Linked DNA regions of Sus scrofa: region 2 is linked to region 1. The links are chromatin contacts, called in public Hi-C maps. All regions are on one chromosome and are shown on one strand. Each heading gives the region's core, a stretch centred on a gene start, on an enhancer-like site or on the middle of the called end of the contact. The rest is flanking DNA. Distances are from core to core; before and after follow the strand shown.

Region 1 (7,452 bases), core at 3,393-5,892:
AGCTCCGATTGGACCCCTGGCCTGGGAAACTCCATATGCCGTGGGAGCAGCTCAAGAAATGGCAAAAAGACAAAAAAAAAAAAAAAAAAAAGAAAAAAAAAAGAACTCGAAAATAACAGCTCCCATGTTTCCCGATTGGGGGAGGGGACTTGGTAGGATGACATCATGAACAGAGCACAGGCCCAGGAGCCAGGAGAACAGGTCTAGGCTCATTCTGAACAAACCATTTTAAACTCTCAGCCTCAGTTTCCCTTCCATAAAATAAGCCTGTTGGAATATTTCTTAAGTCCTTCCAGCCATAAAATTCTAAGGCTCTCCAGCAGGTTTGTTGCAGTGACAAATAAAACGAGTGCTTTTAAAGTAGTAAAAGGCTGGCATCCCCATTGTAGCTCAATGGGAATAGCAGCACCCCTGGAGCGCTAGGATGCAGGTTCTATCTCTAGCCCCGCACAGTGGGTTAAGGATCCAGTGATACTGCAGCAATGGCGTAGGTCGCAACTGCAGCTCAGATCTGATTCCTGGCCCAGAACTCCATATGCTGTGGGGGCAGCAAACCATTTTTAAAAAATTAAATTTTAAAAAAGTAGTAAAAGGGGATACGAAATGATTTTTCGAGTTCATCCTGCCTCTGCACCATGGCCCCACCTCTCACGAATAGCTGCTGCAACGAACTTCTTTCTTAAAGCCAAACAGAATGGCTGCTCTGGGATGGAGCTACAAGGTGTAGGTGAGAGGCTGTCTACCTAGGGGGAGCTCCCTCCCCGCATGGACAGAGAGCTTGGAAGAACACTGGGAGGGTGCGCACTTTGACAGGAAAGGAGGAATGGGTATTTAGGAGGCATAGGTATTGGAAAGCAAGTCCCCCTGTGTTACATGAAGTCTTCACCACGCAGTGTCATGGATCCTGTGTTCCTGCAAGTGGAAAAGTAGCCTGTATCTTTCTGCCTCCTGTGTTCATGTCATCAACAGGCCAGTGGTGGAGTTCCCGTTGTGGCGCAGTGGTTAACAAATCCGACTAGGAACCATGAGGTTGCAGGTTCGATCCCGGGTCTCACTCACTGGGGTAAGGATCCGGTGTTGCCGTGAGCTGTGGTGTAGGTTGCAGATGTGGCTCGGATCCCATGTTGCTGTGGCTCTGGTGTAGGCCGGTGGCTATGGCTCCGATTAGACCCCTAGCCTGGGAACCTCCATATGCTGCTGGAAGCGGTCCTAGAAAAGGCAAAAAGACAGCACCCCCCCCCCAAAAAAAAAACAGGCTAGTGGCCAGCACAGAAAGCCTCAAGGTGTGGCCCCGGTTCAGTCCTGCCTGTCATTTCTACCATCTATCTCTGTCTTTCCCAGAGCCGAGTCCACGGGGCCCTCCAGCCCTACGCCCCTTCCTGGGGTTTACAGTACGTTGCTTAGCTTCTTGGGCAAAATGAGGTCCTTTATTTTTTTCACACATCGGTCACTCTGGGGGGCTCCTGGGATTGAATGTTTTGTATCTGCCTTTGCTCTGCAGCTTCCCTGTTCCCCGCTGTTATCTTTGGCTCTGTTGCTATGGGCGGGAGTATTTTCTTGTCCTTGTTTAATAAGCACTTGGCTGCCAGACGGGCTCATTTCTCATTGTATCGGTGCAGGATTAGCCGAGATGTTTGGGAAATATTTCCTGTATTAAGCAGCAGGGGAGAGCCTGTTGGGCCTGCGCCTTCTTTTGACATCGCGTCATACTTCTCCTCCACTTTTTCCCTTGGAATGTGCTGAGGCCAGTTATTTGCACACGGAGATGCGGCCCCTCCCTGACACTTTGCAGAGCTCGGTCCCTTTTCCAGGTGCCCTGTGTCAGCACTCCTTGGGGAGGCTGCAGGCAGTCGCAGGCAAGCGATTCAGTTGATTTTTGATTTTTGCCCACTTTCTGAACAAAATCACCTTTAAAACTGATTTCATGCTTCAGAGTCTTTGACAGCTGAGGCAGCGGCCTCTTGTGGGAGCCGCCCACGGATGGACAATTAAGTTGAACCGGTGTCCTGTGTTGCCTAGAAGTGGTAGCAAGTTTACAAGCTCTGTCTGAAACTCTAACCACTTGTAGATTTTTTTTTTTTTTTTTAGTATTCTTGTGTTCGCTTATGACAGCTTTCAAAAGATTGAGAAAAGCGATCCAGAAAACTGACCGAAGGAAGATGAAAACCTCTGACGTTTCGGCTCTTGATTAGATTGAGATAAAGAAAAAAACCTGCTTGAAGTCTGGCTGAAAGTCACAAATGGAAGTCTGGCTGCATCGCAGTGGAAGTGACACGGGCTGGTCTCAGGGTGGGTCTTTGGGGTTTGAAGCCTGAGGTCACCTCCTCAGAGCCCTGGGAACCCGGGTGAGTCTCATCCGTAATAGGGGGATGACAGACTCACGGTTGTTGTGCAGAAGATGTGTGAGTCCACTTTGGGGACGAAAACGATATCATTAGAATTCTAAGAAAATGTGAGAAACTATTTGTAAAATGAAAAAAATGATGCAAAAGTTATTGCTGTAGAGGCTACAGGGAAAACTTAACAGAAACGTAAACACACTTGGAACAGGCGGGAGAACCGTTTCCTCCCTGCAGTGGAGATTAATACTTTTTCAAGATGATCTACATCCCTTTCCTGAACTGGAGGAGGCAGAGCCCACCCCTCACCAGGGAAGTGCAGCTGCCTGATGCCCAGATAGGGCACTGGGGCCTGGTGACCCCAGTTTGGCCATTCCCACTCCTGCCCCAGACTTCTTTCTAGAAGCCAATTATCTGAAGAAGCTCCAGTCTGGCTGCAGGAGAAGGGAGGTGACTGCTACATCTGGTTTCTGGACTTGGCACTGGTAGGGGACCCGGAGGTGGGTTGTTCACACTGGCTGTTGGGAGCCCTGTGTCCAGCCAGGCCTTCTGCTCCATGGACAGCTTGCAGCATTGCTCTTGGACGCCTTACCCCCAAAGCCTGGTTTAGTGGACAACTCAGTTTCTCTAAGCTCCCCCATATCTTTTACATTTTTCTTTTCTTTTTCTTTTTTTGCTTCTTAGGGCCACATGTGTGGCATATGGAAGTTCCCAGGCTAGGGGTTGAATCAGAGCTGCAGCTGCCAGCCTATGCCACAGCTGCAGCAATGCAGGATGCAAGCCAAGTCTGCGACTTACACCACAGCTCCCAGCAAGGTTGGATCCTTAACCCACTGAGCAGGGCCAGGGATCGAACCCGCCTCCTCATGGATACCAGTCAGGTGCATTACTGCTGAGCCACAACGGGAACTCCCCTCCATATCCTTTCATATAAAACTTTGTTGTGGAAATTTTCCAGTGTACAGAAAATTGAAGAGAATAGCATAATGAACCCCTGTGTACCTATCACCCAGGCCACCAATCATTAATATTTTTCCAATTATTTCACCACTTCTGCTCTTCCTTTCACCTTTGTTTAATTGTTTTGGGCTAAAGTATTTTAAAATAAACCCAAGATACCATGTTATTCCACCATATATATTGCTGTGTGATTTCTAATGGATAAAGACTCTTTTTTTCCCTAACATGTCCATAATGTCATTTTCTTACACAATGGGATGCATCATAATTCTCAGTACATCCCAATATTCATGTCTGCTCAGATCATCAAGAAATGCTTTGTCTTAATTATAAGACTTTGCCTAACACACTCTCCTTCTCTTCTATCATCTTGGCCCATAAAATAGAAACCCCATCCCGTGGAGGTATGGAGGGGATACATTTCTTCCTCTGTGTTCCCTCGCTTGGTGGAAGAGCAACTTACCAGATAGGTGGATTGGGAATAAGGAACTGAATGAGAGCCTTCGGCCTTCCAGGCATCTCTCTAGGATGGTCTGTCCCCATAGCAGCTGCTATCCACCCAGCTCAGTGTCCACCGGCTCAGCACATGTGGCACCGGCCCCAGCCCTCCTTGCAGGGTGAGTCTGAAGGGTCGTCTCTCCCTTGAGGCGTGAGCAAGAGACCCTCAGTAAATAGATCTGCTCTGTAAAACCAAACTGTCCCCAGCTGACTCATCCCGACGAATGGTCTTGGAGCAAACCCCTAGGAAATCTGGTTTGACAACGTCTATGCTGCAGGATCTAACTGGGTTGGCAATAAAGCTGGTATTCTCATTCCCTCCTCTGTCTGATCTCAGCATCCGTCTTCAATGTCCCAAATTTAGTGGCAAGGAAGGAAAAGGTGCTATTATTTTAAGCCATCGATGCCAACATACTCAAATGAATTCAACAAGCATCACTCTATATCAAACCCAGCACTAAGGACCAATGAGGCCAAGAGAAGAAGGGCCCATTGACCGCAGGGGCGTCTCTGTGGAATTCTGGGGGCGTGGATGTGGGGGCATCTAGATAAGCAAGATTTTGTCAGAGCAAGTGGAAGACACAGGCGTCTGGAGGGAAGAGCTCTGTGCAGGGGCCGAGAGAGGGTGGGAAAGTGCACAAATACAGGGACAGGAAGGGCTGGGGTGGCAGAGGGGAGTGTGCTCAGAGAAGCTCAACTGGATGGAAGAGCTCGACTAACCAGCCACAGGCCCACCTAGGAAATGTGGCCCCTTTTTAAAACCAAGGGGGTGGCGTGGAAGATCTGTAAACGGAGGTGCTTTTGCAAAGATCTCTTTAGCAGAAGTGAGGCGCATGAATGCACAGTCTGAGGGAACCCTTAGGCGCCTCCTGGCCACAGTCCAGACGGGCACAGGAAAACTGAAGCCAAGGGGGCAGATTGTTCTGGAGGTTCGATGTCGCTCCCCCTTGTTTCAACACAAGAACAGTTATATAAATATACACAGAATACAGCAAGATATTAAAAAACAGAAGCAGATGACAAAGAAAAAGAGGGTAGGGTGGGAACTGAAAATGGAGGTAGGCATGAGAGGAGCACGTGTGTGTGTGTGTGTGTGTGTGTGTGTGTGTGTGTGTGTGTTTAAATAATGAGAAGGGAATGACACAGGATAGATCATGAATCTGGCTCTCAGCTACCTAGCCATCAACACCGGCAGGAAGGGATCCTTCACACACGTTACAAGGCTTATGAGATAAAAGTAAACCGGTTGTTCTGGAGAAGAACTATTTTGGAACCTAAGGCCAAAGCATATTTCCTGAGTCCTCACAAAGAGGATACGTACCATGTAGGCAGCAGTATCTTCATTGCGGACAAAGCCATTGGACACGGGTGTTCCTCCAGTGAGCCTCTGCCTCCAGCCAAAGGCCATAAACTGAAAGCGTGCTCTTCAGTGCCCGCTGCTTCCCATCAACCCGATGGTTTCGAGGTTGTCTGAGCTGCAGTGTGTCAGTCCTTCCCTCCTCTTTATTGCCGGCTGAGATTCCCTTGCAGCTGAGGGTATTCTGGTCCCCTCTAGTCCAGCAGTCTCCCTGGGGTAACTCAGTCTCTCAGGGAAAGGCTCGGTCCTACAGGTAAAGGTTCGGTTCCACTTGACCTTGGGCTTACCTCTGTCCCACCCTAGAGGTGGTACCCATGGCTTTCCGGGGTTCATCCTGTCTGGGGGACAGAGAGGCACAGGCAAGTGTCAGGTATTACTCATATCTTTACTGTAAACCCCACCCAGAATCTGAATGCCTGGTTTCACTCCAGTTCCTTACATCATCACCAACTTTGATTAGAAGCCATAAAAAATAGGAAGCATCTGGAGGTCAAAATCAGAGTTGGCCCTGGACAAGATGGTGAAGTTAAGCCAATTTCATCTCCTGTCTCCCCATTTCCTGCTTTCTCTTACTCCTCATCCCTATCACAGTGGCCTTCTCTAACCAAGACATTGTCCCTACCCTAGGGGAGAGCCAATGACCTAATTCTTACTAAGATGTTAGTGACTTAATAGTTAACTTCAGGTTTTTTGTTTGTTTGTTTGTTTGTCTTTTTAGGGCTGCACCCATGGCATATGGAGGTTCCCAGGCTAGAAGTCGAATTGGAGCTGTAGTTGCCGGCCTATGCCACAGCCACAGCAATGCAGGATCCAAGCTACGTCTGCAACCTATACCACAGCTCACGGCAATGCTGGATCCTTAACCCACTGAGCAAGACCAGGGATTGAACCTGTGTCCTCATGGATGCTGGTTAGATTCATTTCCACTGAGCCATGGCAGGAACTCCAATAGTTATCCTCAGGTTTTTAAGATAGACAGTTGAGGCAGTGTGTAACCCAAAGAATGAAGACCTGGTGGTGGAATTGGACTCAATAAGGATTAGCTAGCAAGGAATACTTTCAGCTGGAGGAATAGTCTATGCTCCCCCCACTATAGCACCACAGGTGAACTCCCACCACTGCGGGTCTTCCCAGGACCAACTCTCATGGCTGGAGCACTGGTCAGTCACTCCAGGCACCAGGACATCACCTGCTAGGCAAACTGCTGAAGTCATTAAAATCCAGATAAGAGAAAGACCATGATAACGCAGCAGCCGTGAGCACATCTCAGGCTGTGGCTAATCCAGGCTTGGGAAACTCTCTGGGCTGGCCTCCCTCCAAGGCCACAGAGCACTCAGTTAATCCTCCAGGACTCGGATGGTGGCCAGGAGCCTCTCCAGTGCAGGCCGATAGCCTGTTCTAGGCCCAGCCGGCCTCCACCCATATCCTGGTGGGACACGGTAGGAAAAAAGCCATGTGGAAAAGGGAGATAGTTTAGCAATAGAGAGCAAATTTTTAGCTGACACTCAGGGAACCCTGAGGTCCAGACCCACTGCTGCTGCTATTAATCAGGGTCAACATGGGCAGGTGGCATCCCCGGGGACAGGCTCCCTTTTCCCCTCGGAGAGGGGAGTTATTTAGATGAGTTGCCTCAGAATGAAGGTCCTCACTGGTTCTGAGAAGTAATTACCCTATGTATCCAAATAAATAATAGAACTTCATACGTCCTCCATAATGAAGGGGTAGAGGCCATTGCATGGCTAGAAAGTCAACGCTGATGCAGCATCTTGTGTCTCTGTTACTCAAAGTGTGGTGCTCAGGGGGTAGAGCTCAATGGCAGAGCATTTGCCTGCAAAATGCTGTGCTCAAAACCAGCAGCCTCGGCCCCTGGGAGCTGGTGCAGAATCCCAGCCTCACAACTATGGAGTAATCTGTGTTTTCATGAGATGCCCAGGAGGTTCCATCGCACATTAGAGTTTGAGAAGGACCACTGCAGAGTGGGCAGTGGGAGCGACTTGGCCCCTCAATGCTGGCGTCAGCTCCTGATGCTCCAGCAAGAGTTCAACCTCCTCAACAAGGTCCAAGAGCCACTGCCAGCTGGTCCAGCTTTGGGTCCTGGACCCATTTTTTGCTCTCTCCAGTGCATCCACGAGGACCCTTTTTTGCTGGGTTGAGCACGCCCATGGCCGTCAGATATGGAATTCCCTTTGCCTGGAACCTCCTTCACAGCACCACCCCCTTCTGTTACCTCCTCTGTTATCCCTTCAACAAGTATTTAAGAAGCACTTCCTATGTCAGGTACCCTCTGGGGACAGTCCC
Region 2 (7,452 bases), core at 3,115-5,614, 75 kb before region 1:
GCTCCTAGCCCATCCGTGCCCATCCTCACAGTCACTGGTCCAAGCACTGCACAATCAGTGGCAGAACCAGTGAAGCTCCAAACCCCACTCTTGTTCCTGTCCAACCCACCCTTTCCTGGCCCCACAGTCCCTCAGTCCAGGATGCTCTTGTCCCAGCTCCCCCTGGGAGGGGCCTGAATTCCTTCTCCGACCCCCCCAGATAAAGCAGCATCACCCCTGCCCCAAGCACTGGGTATGTCCACGTTCTTGATTCCCAAATAATAGTTACCACCCCCTGCCTGCTATTCACGTGTCTTCTCCTCTAAAATGCCCTGGCCCTCAGTGCCACAGACCCGGTGCCCAGGACATAGGCGCCTTCCGTGAACATTGCATGAATAAACAGATGAGAAAATGGTAGGAAATGCCCAGGCTCACAGCAGAGATGTCAGCCACTCTGTGCCACACGCTGAGGTCGTCCTTGGCTACTTGTTACTGAGACGGTACCCGGACGTCCAAGCTGGGCCAGATCCCGCCTTCCCTGGAAACGTTCTGATTCTTTCCACCCTCTGAGTTATTGGCAAGATTCATTCCTTAAGGTTTAATATCACATCTCCACGAATCTACTCTCGAACTGTGGGTACTTCTGAAAGAGAGGACAATAGTCAGTGAATTACCAGCCGTTAACACTCCTGCATATACTAAAATAATACGGGTACAACATTTTATATGTACCAGATCCAAACGAAAATATAGCTAGCATGGATGCAGGCCTTAGACACATGAGGCCAACTGCTTCATGTGTTGCATTAATGGCCAAACGTTTCCAGCTCTCTGCCATCCTGGCCCCCGTGGGGACTGTCTTTCCAGACCCTTTGGGACTGGTGTGAGCCTCTCAGGTGTAAGCGAGCCGGCTGCCTGTGTAAGGGCTGGGAGCCTTGGAGTGTCTTTTCCTTTCGGCTCAGTCACCTGGCAATCTCACTGTCCAGGCAAGAAGTGATGACCTGGGGACCCCCACAGCCCCAATCTCTGCACGGGACTCCTTTGAGGTGCTCTGTGCTGTCACTGTTTTGCAGATAAAGAACAGGCTCTGAGTGAGTCAACAATTTCTCGAAGATTACACAGCTCATGAGTGACAGAGCCAGCAATGGAACTCAGGTGTGTCTGAGGCTAGAACACATAACTTTGATCTATTTTGACTCTCTCTTCCAAATCTTTTTTTTTGGGGGGGTGCAGGGCACACTGGCAGCGTATGGAAGTTCCCAGGCTAGGGGTCAAGTCAGAGCCGCAGCTGCTGGCCTACACCACAGCCACCGCAACGCCAGACCCTTAACCCACTGAATGAGGCCAGGGATTGAACCCATATCCTCATGGAGGCTGGTTGGGTTCATAACCCACTGAGCCACAACAGGAACTCCCCAAATCTTTATTCAACAAATAAGGAATAGGAGAATGGGAATCTCAGCTGTTTCCTGGAAAACAAGCTTTGTAAGCCCCCCCCCCCCCGCCCCGCCCCAGCTCTGGGGGGTCAAGGGGGCACTGGTGTCCTGGGAATCCCAGTGATGGAGCAGGGACATAAAGGGGACACTCCACTGACTGTGCTGTCCCCATTCATATTGTCTCTGGTTGAAGAGCTGGGATCCTTGGTCTTCAGTCTGATTGTTTCCCTCTGCAGATGTGTTCATGAGTAAATGAATATGCAGTGAGGTCTTTCTGTGGGCCAGGCACTCTACTGAGCGCACCTGGATGGGGCCAGCACTCCAGCCCTTGCTTTGGGGACCCCAAGGCCGTCCAGCGGATCCCACTCGCCTTCTGTGTCTGAAAAGGAGACGGTCACCACTGCAGAGGAGAACTGGTCCACTGTTTGCTCTGAGAGTCCGTGAGGGTCAAAGCTCAGCTCCATCATGGCCTCTTTGGCCCAGCTTTTGAAACTCCTGTGTGGTTCCATTCCTCATCCGCCCAAAGCTCCACTTGTTTTTGTGGTTTGATTGGTGAAGCGACGGGCAAAGCATCTAAAAGTACAGTAGAGAGATGTGTTTTTGTAAATGTGAAGTTGCATGTCGGGACCAAAGAGACCTTCTGTTTTGACCCTCGTCGTTAGTTTTTAAAGAGACAGGGTGTAAATGTATCTCATTAGGAAAAAAGGAGGGGAGTTCCCATCGTGGCTCAGCAGAAACAAATCTGACTAGCATCTGTGAGGACGCAGGTTCGATCCCTGGCCTTGCTCAGTGGGGTAAGGATCCGGCATTGCTGTGGCGCAGGCCGGCAGCTGTAGCTTCAATTGGACCCCTAGCCTGGGAACCTCCATATGCTGTGGGTGCAGCCCTAAAAAACAAAAACAAAAAATAAAAAATAAAAAAGAGGAAAGGGAGGGGAGTCAGACACTGAAAAGGAGCCACTATAAATCCTGCGGCCAACAAAATTCTTGTGGTCTGACAGCTTTGAAAATAAACCCCAGGACCGCGTGTCATGGTGCCTCCTCCACCTCCCAAGATGAGTTCACGTCGGGGAAGCCCTCGGAGTGCTTCTGAAAAAAGCAAAGCACTCTCGTCATTAGCATTTATGCTGCTAGATTTCATCCTCTTGAGATCCTCAGAGGACTCGTTCCATGATCAGGTGGCTAGTTCTTGCCATGCTGCTTCCAGAACCCAGAAACCAAGTTCTCCAGGTCAGACGGGCTCCTCTTCAGAAGACGTGATGGAGAGATGGTGAGGAGGAGATGGAGGCCAGGGCAGAGGAGGAAGAGGAGAGAGAGGAGAGAAAGAGAAGAACCAAAGGTAACAGCATCTTGAGTCTCTCTTCCGAGATCAAGGCCTTCACTCAGCATCGCATTTGTTTAGAAGAGCAAATGAGGTGTAATTTGTTACCAAAAGCAGATCTTGGAGCGCTCGCTATAAATAGCCTAAAATAATAAGCAAAAGTCTTGCTAGCTCAGGGGAAAAAGGAACCCTGAAAAGAATAAGAACACTGACTGCGAAGAGCAGATGGTTATTATAAAAGTGAGGGGGGGAGTTCCCATCGTGGCTCAGTGGTTAATGAATCCGACTAGGAACCATGAGGTTGAGGGTTCGATCCCTGGCCTTGCTCAGTGGGTTAAGGATCCGGCATTGCCGTGAGCTGTGGTGTAGGTCACAGACACCGCTCGGATCCCGAGTTGCTGTGGCTCTGGCATAGGCCGGTGGCTACAGCTCTGATTCAGCCCCTAGCCTGGGAACCTCTATATGCCACGGGAGCGGCCCAAGAAATGGCCAAAAGACAAAAAAAAAAAAAAAAGTGAGGGGGGTTGAGGAGACACCTGTCCTGCCTGGGACCATCCTGGATGCAGAGGGTTGGAAGTTGGGGTCCCGCAGTCTTTTCACTCATCTGGTCACCAACCCTGCCTGAAACCCCTCTTTCCACAGCTCACCTCTCGCCTTACCTATGGCCAAGATGTTAAACTACTAAAAAATCTCCAAGAAGCTGCCCGCAGCTCCAGAACGGACACACTCCTTCCCTCTGTGTCTTTATGGCACCATCACAAAAGCCACAGTTCACAAGCAGCAAGGTGGTCACTTGCTTTCCACTGAAATGTGTTTCTCTTTGATAGCCTTTCAACCACCCAAAGGCTGGACTCACCTTACAGGTGAATACCTGATATCCAGGTAAACAAATGTTTGCCTTGAGAAAACCCTATTTTATTTACCACTAAATATCAAACTTTTCTTGAAATACCCCCATGTGTCCCAAACTACACGGAGGTGACAGAAAGTTCTGAGGATCTGCATCACAAAAGGACAGCATGGCAGCCTCCTGCCCACTGTTTACACCCTCCACTAACGTGGTGCCTGAGGTTTGCCCCATGAAACATCAGTTCCTCTGGGTTAAGTAAGACAGGTTTCTTCTCCCACCTACAACCTGCCCAGACTGTCTTGCAAAGACTTATTTTTGTCCTGCTTCCAGATGACTGGCCCCAGCTCATAGCCTGACCCCTGCCCTGAAGTCTGGCTGAGATAACAGACCTGGCTATGCTCATCGATGATAAAGTCTCATTTGTAAGGGTGTCAGGGTTCTCAAAGCCATTCTCTTCTTCCTCTTCTTGTTCCTGTTCTTGTTTTTCTAGTTCTTCTTTTTTCTTTTTAGAGCCTCACCCAAGGCATATGGAAGTTCCCAGGTTAAGGGGTCCTATCAGAGCTACTGCAGCCACAGCAATGTGGGATCTGAATTTCATCTGCAACCTACACCACAGCTCATGGAAACACTGGATCCTTAGCCCACTGAGCAGGGCCAGAGATCAAACACACATCCTCATGGATATGAGTCAGTTTCGTTCCCACTGAGCCACAGTGGGAACTCCCAAGGCAGTCTCTTCTTAAGGGACTCAGTCCCAAAGGAACTTGAGCGGAAGTTTTGCTGCTATTGGTCTCTCTGTGTTTGGGACAGGGAAGGCCAGTCGTCTCACAAAAACTAAGTCACTAGGAATTGTTGCTGTGCTGGGCGGAATACAAATTTCCTGCCACAGTGTCTGTGCAGGCTCTGGGAGATGAATGCATGGATGCAGGTGGTTCTATGAAAACATGTTCCCAGCCGAGCCCCATGGGGAAGTGGGGGACTGGGAGCCACGGTGGGTACCTTTATGGAGAGAAAGAGCTTAAGGGCTCACTGAAGGATGGGTGGTAGAAAGATCGGAAAGTGGTGTATCCTGGGGTGGGGGAGGGGAGGTTTAAATGACCAGCGGGAAAGAGGGGCTTCTTTGTGGGGAAGGGGGAAGGCATCGGAGCTCCGAGAGAGAGGTCTTGAGAATAAATATCCAGGACCTCACTTAAAAAGCCAAGGAGTCAGCCATACAATGAGACACCAACATCAAATGCTTTCACTGACATGTGGAATCTGAAAAAAGGACAGACTGAACTTCTTTGCAGAACAGAAACTCACAGACTTTGAAAAACTTATGGTCTCCAGAGGAGACAGTTTGGGGGGTGGGGGATGTGCTTGGGTTGTGGGATGGAAATCCTGTGAAATTGGATTGTGATGATCATTATACAACTACAGATGTGATAAAAATCATTGAGTAATTAAAAAAAAAAAAAGCCAAGGAGATATTCTGATGACCTTTGGCCGAGAAGAAGAACAATGCAAGAAAGTATTTATAAACTCAACCCTGACATGAAATTGTATCATTTGGGGCTGAATTTGTTTGGAATGTTCTGCCTTTTGGCTCTCTTTCATTTATAATCCAAGAACATCTTGTGAAACATTTTGAACCCGGGTTTAAGATGCACATGAAGCACAACCGAGTGTGGAAAAGAATAACTGTGCACAAATCTGAACAAGAAATCACTTAAAATTGTTCAATGAATCCCCAACCGGAACTGTGGGTGAAAGGGCAGAACCAGTATATGCTGTGTGTGCTCGGCACGGTGCCTGCAGCTCCGATTCGACCCCTAGCCTGGGAACCTCCACATGCTGCACGTGCAGCCCCAAAAAGACAAAAAAAAAAAAAAAAAAAAAAAAAAAAAGGATGCTTGCTTGTCCTTCTGCAGACCAAGCTAAGCTCCGAGCCTCTGAGGAAGCATCTGTTTCATTTACCACTGTCTCCCCAGCCCAGGGAAGGCACTAGCTTTTAAGCTTCTTGTTTGAAATAATAACAGACTTAAAGAAAAGGTACAGGAATAAAGCAAAATCACCATATATCTTTTTTTTTGCTATTTCTTGGGCCACTCCTGCGGCATATGGGGGTTCCCAGGCTAGGGGTCTAATCGGAGCTGTGGCCGCCAGCCTACGCCAGAGCCACAGCAACGCAGGATCCAAGCCGTGTCTGCAACCTACACCACAGCTCACGGCAACGCCGGATCGTTAACCCACTGAGCAAGGGCAGGGACCGAACCCGCAACCTCATGGTTCCTAGTCGGATTCGTTAACCACTGCGCCACGACGGGAACTCCCACCATATATCTTTCACCTAACCCCCCTTATGTTAAAATCTCATAAAATCATCGTAAAATGATTAAAAGGAGGATATTATCATGGATCCAATACATTCAAGTAACCTATAGACCTTATTTGAATTTCACCAATTTTTCCACTGTGATGTTGTGATTTATTATACAAAATACATGGAGTTCCCTTTGTGGCTCAGTGGTTAACAAACCCAACTAGGATCCATGAAGATGTGGGTTCTATCCCTGGCCTCGCTCATCGGGTTGGGGATCCAGCGTTGCTGTGAGCTGAGGTGTAGGTTGAGGATGCGGCTCGGATCCCACATTGCTGTGGCCGTGGCCTAGGCCAGCAGCTGTAGCTTTGATTTGACCCCTAGCCTGGGAACCTCCATGTGCCTCGGATGCAGCCCTGAGTATATACTTGGTCTTGGTCCCCATACCCAGCGCAGAGCTCCTAAAACCCTTGGAATTTTCTGCTATGAAAGCATAAAGTTGCCTTTTGTTGTGTTAATGAGGTGACATTTGGAAAGCCCATAGGTCACCTAAGGATGGAGACTGGTTGCCAGGGAAACCAAACTTATGATTAGAGCGTTGTCCATCCCCTAACTCCAGGGAGGAGAGGGGGGCTGGAGATCCCCGACAACCAGTGGTTTAATCCATCATGCCTCTGTAATGAAACCTCCATAAAAACCGCAGAAGGATGGGTGAGGACAACCTCCAGGCCGATGAACATGTGATCTGGGGAGAGTGGAGCATGCAGAGGGTGGCTGGCTGTTTCCCCACACCTCACCTGATGCATGAGGTGGCTGGGCCTGAGTTATATCCTTCCGTGAATTGTTCCTGAGTTCTGGGAGCCACTCTAGCAAATCAATGGAACCCCAGGAGGGGGTCCCGGGAGACTTCAGGAGCATGGGTGACAACCTGGACTTGTAATTGGCATCCGAAGTGGGTGGGGAGTCTTGCAGGACCGAGCCCTTAACCTGTGGGATCCAGTGCTATCTCCAGGGGGACAGTGTCAGAATTGAATTCATTGCTTGGTGGTGTGGAGAAAAACTCACATTTCAGAATCTGTGTCAGAAGCAGACCCACGGATGTCCTTGTTCTCACCAGGACCCAGGCCAGGATCCCACACTGCATTTAGCCATCACATCTCTGCCTCCACCAGCCTGCGAGATGGTTTCTCAGTCAGCCTTTGACACCTTTGAAGAGTTCTGGTTAGTTATGTTTCACTATATTCCTCACTTTGGGGCTGCCTGGTATTTTCTCGGGGTCAGAGGGAAGGTGTGCTTTTTTGTCAAGCATACAACAATATCCTTCTTAGCACATCCTCTCAGTGGTCCGTGATGTTCACGTGACATCGAGGTGACGTAAACTGTGATCACGTAATCGAGTGCCGTCTGCCGGTTTCTCCTCTAGAAAGTTGCTGTTTTCCCCGTTTAATTAGTTAATACTGTATGAGGAGCTACTTGAAGATCATGAAGTAGTAGTTCCCATCTTGGTGCAGCAGAAACAAACCTGACTAGGAACTGTGAGGTTGTGGGTTCGATCCCTGGCCTTGCTC

Evidence for each region. A called contact is a pair of places that touch in the nucleus more often than the background predicts.
Region 2: a contact with region 1 is called in a Hi-C map of retroperitoneal adipose tissue, with 1.7 times the contacts expected there. The contact joins two enhancer-like sites. A contact is called at or near these places in 5 of 47 Hi-C or Micro-C datasets (alveolar macrophages, embryonic fibroblasts, fetal heart ventricle and 2 more) and 1 of 2 datasets of contacts at active chromatin or transcription factors (skeletal muscle).

What each region holds. Positions count from the first base shown.
Region 1 is chr9:57,418,026-57,425,477 of Sscrofa11.1, reverse strand. It overlaps LOC106504929 (a long non-coding RNA gene), which reads left to right and starts at 78. Exons shown (of 2, transcript XR_002335747.1): 1 at 78-1,063; 2 at 2,089-4,111. Within about 2 kb of position 4,642, at least 5 of the 83 cell types and tissues checked have an H3K27ac peak or open chromatin away from gene starts, as enhancers often do. A contact at or near this core is called in retroperitoneal adipose tissue, where this site is marked.
Region 2 is chr9:57,492,508-57,499,959 of Sscrofa11.1, reverse strand. No RefSeq gene overlaps it. Among named protein-coding and RNA genes, the nearest start is that of SNX19, 62 kb to the left of the region's middle. Within about 2 kb of position 4,364, at least 1 of the 83 cell types and tissues checked has an H3K27ac peak or open chromatin away from gene starts, as enhancers often do. A contact at or near this core is called in retroperitoneal adipose tissue, where this site is marked.